Regions from separate parts of the Sus scrofa genome. Here region 1 is linked to region 2. The links are chromatin contacts, called in public Hi-C maps. All regions are on one chromosome and are shown on one strand. The core of a region is the stretch at or near the end of the contact, and the rest is flanking DNA. Distances in the headings are between cores, read along the strand shown.

What was found. Hi-C and Micro-C count contacts between places; a contact is called where the count stands out from the background.
Region 1: a Hi-C map of retroperitoneal adipose tissue shows a contact between it and region 2, with 3 times the contacts expected there. The contact joins the enhancer-like site here to the promoter of CFAP77 in region 2. A contact is called at or near these places in 1 of 5 promoter capture datasets (liver), 22 of 47 Hi-C or Micro-C datasets (alveolar macrophages, blood, brain and 12 more) and 2 of 2 datasets of contacts at active chromatin or transcription factors (alveolar macrophages and skeletal muscle).

What each region holds. Positions count from the first base shown.
Region 1 is chr1:272,567,018-272,570,549 of Sscrofa11.1, reverse strand. All of the region lies in intron 10 of AK8 (adenylate kinase 8), which reads left to right. Among named protein-coding and RNA genes, the nearest start is that of AK8, 57 kb to the left of the region's middle. Within about 2 kb of position 2,104, at least 9 of the 83 cell types and tissues checked have an H3K27ac peak or open chromatin away from gene starts, as enhancers often do. A contact at or near this core is called in retroperitoneal adipose tissue and subcutaneous adipose tissue, where this site is marked.
Region 2 is chr1:272,215,007-272,218,586 of Sscrofa11.1, reverse strand. It overlaps CFAP77 (cilia- and flagella-associated protein 77), which reads right to left and starts at 2,006. Exons shown (of 7, transcript XM_021085476.1): 1 at 1,994-2,006; 2 at 1,325-1,674. The coding sequence starts at 2,006.

The DNA of each region.
Region 1 (3,532 bases), core at 855-3,354, 350 kb before region 2:
AGCTGCCGAGGCACAGAGCCAGCCCCTGCCGGGGCTTGTCCCCGAGGCCGTGCGTTTTCCACACACCCGCATCTTCCACTCTTGTGTCAGGGCTATAGCTCCTCTGAGCAGCCAGTACCAGCTCGTTATCAAGGCTGTGAGCCGGTACCTATTGTGAAGAAAACCCACCCAGAAAGAAGCTGCCCTTACACAGGACAATGAGGAGTTCCTCTGGGGTGCAGCGGGTTAAGGGTCCGGCTTTGCCCCAGCCGTGGCGTAGGTCGCAGCTGCAGCTCAGGTTCAATCCCTGGCCTGGGAACTTGCATATGCCATGGGTGCGGCCAAAAAGGAAAGAAAAGGGCAAGGCACAGGCCCTGACAGGGCCGCCCTCCCGACAGAAGGCTCCCGCCTCTCCTGCTGTTTTCTGGGCCGGGTACGTGGATGAGGAAGCTCGGAACCGGCTGCTGGCTCCTGACCTCGGCTTACAGGGCCCCGGGGAGGACCGCCTGGCCCGGCCCTCCAAGACCCTCCTTCAGTTGCTCTAGCTCCGGGGTGACGTTCAAGTGAGGCCGAATGGCATCCACCCAGCGCAGGGACCTTCATAGTGAGACACGGGGGTCAGTGAGGGGCCTGTTCCCTCCTGAGTCACAGGGCTGGTGACTGGGACGGGATGCGAGCCGGGGCCCTGGGTGGGAGTACAAGTCCCTGCTCCAGATCTGGGGGCTGCCGCCGCCGGCCACACGGCCCTCGTGTGTCAGTGGTGAGCTGGAGGCCGCCGCCGCCGCCGCTGGAGCACATTTGCCCGACTTCCGCCTTATCAGGGCAGGGCTGGTTATCAGCCCCCTAAAGAACGTTGGTTGCGTAAAAGAGTGGTTCTTAGCAGGTTTATGTCACTTTAGTGTCCTGCTGCACACACTGGGTGGTAATGTGTCTACTTCTCCACGAAGCAACGTTTCACGGTTCAGAAAGACAACGGCCAGGCTGCTGAGGCAAAGTGGACGCTGGGCAAATCCTAGGCAAGTGAAGGCAGAAAGCCTTTGTCTCCTCTTGCAGCTTTCCTATACTTTTGAATTTTTTTTTCCAAATTAGGAAGTCACAAAAAGCCCACGTGCGGGTGCTTTCCAGACGGGTGCCCTTCAGTAGTACCGCGGTGCCTCCTCTCGTGCCGCCGCAGGGGTGCAGACGGCCTGGGTCTTTGATGCTCGGGGCCCACGAGCAACTGCGCCGGTCCCATCAGCCCGAGGCGCCCTCCTGCCACCGGGCGGGGAGTGCTGCGTGCTCCACGCCGCCTCTGGGTATCGCTGGGTTATTCGCTTTCCAGTGCTGCCGAGCCCAGCTGAGGGGTCTCACACTCACAGGTTTGTTATCTTTCAGTGCAGGAGGTCAGAAGCCCTGCAATCACGTGCTGGCTGGGCTGTGCTCCTCTGGGGGAAGTTCTCTGGGGAGAACCTGTTTCCCTGCCTCTTCCAGCCTCCGGGAGGCCCCCCCTCCCGTCTTCACCGTCAGCCGTGTAGCTGCCTTCACGCCTCCCTCTGACTCTGACCGCCAAGCACACCCAGGGTGTCTTTTTCACTGGTGGTCGAGAGGCAGAGCTGCTGCTTTTCTGTTTTGGTGTTTCGGTGCCTACAGAGGAGACAGTGCGTAATCCCCGATTTCCTGTAAAGGGAGCCAGGCGCCGCCGGTAGCCTCAGTCGTCAGTGCTTTGTGCTAAGTTTTCTCCTCTCTAACCTCTGTTCACTTAGTCGGCGTCGCTCTGCACCTGCACGTCCTGTACAGTGAAAGACACAGCACCCGTGTCACATCTTCCTAACGGAAGCAATAAATTCTGTCACTGCGCTAATCCTGAGCTCGCGGGGACAACAAAGCATTCATTTACATTCATCCCCACTAACAGGCCTCATTAGTGGCTGCGGAGCCACTGCCGAGAAAACCAAAGCCTCGGCTGGTGGAGGAAGAGCGCCGAACCCCCCAGGTCTGGCCAAGCCGCCTCGCCGCCAGGGGAGACAGGAAGAAAATTTAAATGATTCTCCACCGAAGTCAGCTTTGAAAGGAAGGTCAGACTGAGCACGGAAGCTCTGCGTAGTTACCACAGCCCCACGCCCCTTCCGGAATCTTCTGGAATCCGGCACTGCTGGTGTCTGGGTTTCTGGCAGGGAATCAGCCTCACCCAGCCTGAGCTTGGAACTCCTCAGGAGACAGACCCAGGGTCTCCGGGGGTATTGGACGGAGAAGGTGGCCTGGCTCGGAGGGCACAGTCAGGCTTCCTGAATGCCCCCCACCTCCCCCCCGGTCCAGGCCCGGGGACAAGCCAGGTGGGAGGCAGAGGTGGCACTTCACCATAAAGAGCCACCCCCCGAAAGTGGGGCTGGGGAGACCGGCCCAGGCGTCCCCAGGAAGAGCCCGACTGGGTGGAGGTGGAAGTGGGAGGGAATGCGGCCGCACTGAGGGCGAGGGCCCGCCACCTAGAGGGTGGGAGCCGGAGGGACATGGCCAGTCCCACGGGTGACCCCTGTCTGTGCGGGAGAGAGGCAGGGGCAGGGGGAGCTCACGCTCCCACACCGCCCTGGACCATGCTGCCCCTGAACCAGAGAGCTCGCTCATCCACCATCACTCTCTCTCTCTCTTTTCCCTTTTCTAGGGCTGCTTCCTGCGGCATGTGGAGGTTCCTAGACTAGGGGGTCTAATCGGGGCTGTAGACCCCAGCCTACGCCAGAGCCATAGCAACTTGGCATCCGAGCCGCATCTGCGACCTACACCACAGCTCACGGCAACGCTGGATCCTTAACCCACTGAGCAAGGCCGGGGATCGAACCCGCAACCTCATGGTTCCTAGTCGGATTCATTAACCACTGCACCACTGCAGGAGCTCCCACCATCACCTTCCACCGTTGGCAGAACTTCTGGGAGAGGAGCTGTGGCTGCCCCTCCCCCCAGGGGGCCGTGGAAGCGACTCAGATCCCCCCCCAGGCCCTGGGTGGGCTTCCGATGTGCCTGCTGGGTGCCAGCCTTCCTGGGAGCCCCTCCTGTGCTTTCTCAGAGAAATCCAGAAGGTTCCAGAAACCCTACAAAGTTCAGGGAGCTCAGCTAAAGGAGCAGAGATTCTTGAAAGGACACAAGAGCCCTCATCACCTCTGCCCCAGCAGCTCAGAGCTGGCAGCTGTCACCGCCAGAACATTCTGTCCTGTAGCCCACCTGGTGTAGAACTCCCCCTCCCCTGCCCCGGTCACACCCCAGAGCGGGCAGTGCCCCTTTGCGGGCGGGCCCTCCTCCCCGCCGGGACTCCGCCGGTGCTCCTGGCTGCTGGCTTCCTGCCTCTCCCCACCAGCCTCCAAGCTGCAAGCCCTGGGGACGGGCAGCTTGGTCGTGGCCGTGCAGTCCGGCCACCCTCACAGTCATGGCCGCTGCCAGCAGCTGGAGGAAGATCCAGAAGTCGGCTTTGCCCGCACGGAGCCACTTTCTCATATGCCCCGCGGGGCCTCCTGATCGGTGTTCCAGCCGTGACCTCTGCAGGCTTAGTTACGTTCTTGTTTGTCCTCACAGGTGCTGTCAACAC
Region 2 (3,580 bases), core at 757-3,256:
ACCCAATCCTTAACCCATTGTGCCACCAGGGAATTCCATGTCCATTTTATAGTTAAGTCGGCAGGAGTTGGTCCACCAGTAACTGCTTGAGTAAAAACAATGGTTGGGGCGGGGACATTGACACCCCCACTTGGTCCCAGAGTAAACCCCATCTGTCTGTGCCATCTATCCTCTGAGAGTGGCTTTTCTCACCTAGACGTCAGTGAAGGACTTTGCTCCACTTTGAGAGCCCTTGGACGTGGGGTGTATTAAGTGGAGGGTGCCAAGTGCCATAAGCCAGCTTCTCCCAGCTGCTGGCCCAGAACCACAGTTTGGGTAAGACGGGAGAGAGATGATGTTTTCATAGGAGCCAAGTAACTCAGCTGAGTCCACCACGATGTTAAGAAAGCCCAAGTTCCTGTACCAAAAAGCAAAAGCTAGCAATCAAAACCTCTGGGCTCTAGGCAGCTCCTGGCCTTCAGATAAATAACGGTGACTGAATCCATGGTTATGACCTGCGCCTTCCACCGCGGGTGTCTGGGGAACTGCGCGTATTTTTAGAGACACACTGCCCTCCAGTGGCTAAAGGTAAAATTGCTCCGTGACCAGCTTTCCAAGCGCCAAACCTCAAGACTTTTCCTGGGGCCTGGGGAAGGCGTGTCGATGCGACGCAACAACCCCGAAACGTTGCTCGGGTGAGGGCTTGTGAAATCAAAGAGGAGGTGAATAGTTGGAAACCGCAGCTCCCTCACTCGAACGTGCCAGTAGGCGCCCTAGGGCAGAGATTCGCACTTTTTCCCTCTGAGGGTCGTAATTCTGGATAACAGTATGATTGGGTGGAAATTAAGGTGTGAAGGGACGCTTCCAAGAGAGATATCGAACGCTTGCCGCCAGAGAGCAGCCCAGGCGTGCAGGAAGAAGAGGAGAGGAAGCCTGCACCCTGAGAGGGCTGGCGGGTGATAAGGACATAATTGGATGCTGCTACCTGTCACCACGTGGGTTGACCCTGGGCAAATACATATGCAAATAGCAGCAGCCAACGTGGAGGGCTTCCGATGTGCCAGGGGTCCGGCAGGGATTACCCTATGCAATATTCACGATCACTCTCTTTTATGAGGGCCATTATCATCCCACTTCACGGATGAGGAAACTGAGGCTTACTGAGGTGATCTGGCCTGCCCATGACCGCATGGGTCCAAGTCCATCTGGACCAGAGCTGGATTTTCCGAAGCCGCGCTCGGACAGCAGCGGTGGGGCCCGGCCAGGACGGATGGAAACCCCCGGCCGCGTGGGTACCCAGTAAGGGGGCGAGCGCAAGAGGGTGTTGGGCGTGGGGACAGCTCACCTTGACGATGAGAGGGTTCTGAAACATGGAATCCCTCACGACCCCCAGCCTATCGTTCTCCATGCCCGGGCGGATGTCGGCCACCGTTAGGGGCCGCCGCGGGGGCGGGCAGATCTGGCTGACTGTGCGGCGCACCGGCGGCTTCTTCTTCCATCTCATGAGGTCCTGGCTGGAGCTCCGGCCTCTGGCATCCTGGGGGTCGCGGAGAGTCGGCCCGCGGGCTGGATCGGGCGCGCTTTCCAGCTGGGTGGCGGGCGTGGAGTTCCGAAGGGCACTCCGCAGGTCCTGGGACGCACCACCCGGCCCCGGGGTGGACACCGGGCGCTGGGCCCCCTTCGGAGCGAGGCGCACTCACATCGCGCCGCCCCCTCTTTGCAAGGAGCTCTAAAATCTACATAAGCCCCTCTGGTTCCTGAGAGCGTCTTCTGGGCACCGAGCTGCGGTTTGGAAAAGAAGCGAAAATCAAAACCACCCCTTGAGAAAGAATGGAACGGTCCGTCTCGATGGCGACGGGACGCCAACGGCGCTGGAACGCTTTTGGTGGTTTTACTTTTAGGAAACTTATTGGTGGCCTACATAGAGGTCTTGTTTTCGTAAACAGCTCTGAGAAAAACCCAAGCATCACCACTGGACCGTGTTAAAAGCTACAGGGCTCTAGAAGGACTTTACCCTTGACTTTCATTTACCCCGACACCACTCACTGCCCTTCCCGCTTCTCCCTGCGCCACACGCGCGCGCTGCGGCAAAGAGCGCTACATATTTCCAGACGAATAGAGATCCGAATTCCAGGTCTAATATGACTGTTAATGCACTGGGTGTCTCAAATTAGTCACCTCTGTCCTCAGTGTATTCTTCTGTGAAACGGGTAGGGAGGAAAGTCGAGTTGGACGAAATCTAAGGCATCCCACTCTGAGCCGCAGAATAGAGGGACGTTGAAAAAATACAGATTCACTGAATCAGAATATCTGGAAAGGTTTCTGGGAATCTGCATTTTTAAAAATCTCCTCCCTCCTCTTCGGATTTTTTTTTTTTTTTTTTTTTTTTGTCTTTCATCTTTTGAGGGCCACACCTGCAGCATATGGAGGTTCCCAGGCTAGGGGTCTAATTGGAGCTAAGCTGCAGGCCTATGCCAGAGGCACAGCAACACCAGATCTGAGCTGCGTCTGCGACCTACACCGCAGCTCACAGCAACGCCGGATCCTTAACCCACTGAATGAGGCCAGGGATGAGACTGCAACCTCATGGTTCCTAGTTGGATTCATTTCTGCTGAGCCACGATGGGAACTCCTTTTTTTTTTTTTTTTTTAATATTCAAAGCTACAGCAACTTTGGAAGAAGAGTATAATGAAAGCCCATATAGACTTCAGCTAGATTCACTGGTATTTAGTGTCTACCACATTCTGTGTGTGTGTATGTGTGTGTGTGTGTGTACATGGATGCACATGTATATATTGCTGAATCATTTTGAAAATAACTGCAGACAGTATCATATTTGACCCTAAATATGTGTATCTGCCAAGAACAAGGAACTTGTACAGACCACAGTACTATTATCATGTCTATGGATTTTATTATGAGACAATAAAATAGCTCCTGAAATGCAGTCCGTATGCAAAGTTGGGAATCTGCACTTTTTAAGAGCTTCCCAGGGGATGGAATGCAGTGTTTTGGGAACAACTAGCCTGGATGATCTCTAGTCTACCTCCTAGTTCCAACCTTTTGTGGGGTCATTTACCCAATCACCATCTTCATTAAATGTGCAAATATCAATGAAATAAAGCCATTTGCAGCAACATGGATGGACCTAGAGAGTCTCACACTAAGTGAAGTAAGCCAGAAGAGAAAGGCAAATATCATGTGATATCGCTTATATGTGGAATCAAAAAAAAAAAAAAAAAAAAAAAGGAGTTCACTGGTGGTGCAGCGGGTTAAGCATCCAGCACTGTCACTGCAGCAGCTTGTTGCAAGTTTGGTTCCTGGCCTGGGGACTTCCACATGCTGTGGGTGCAGCCAAAATAAATAGATAAATTTTTAAACATATCAATGAACATATATACAAAACAGAAAGAGGCCCACGGACATAGAAAACAAACTTATGGTTGCCAAGGGGGGAAGGGGAGTAAGGAGGGATAGATTAGGAGTTTGGGATTAACAAATACCCACTACTGTGTATCAAATAGATAACCAACAGGGACACACTGTACAGCACAGGGAACTACACTCAATATTTTGTAATAATCTATAAGGGAAAGGAAT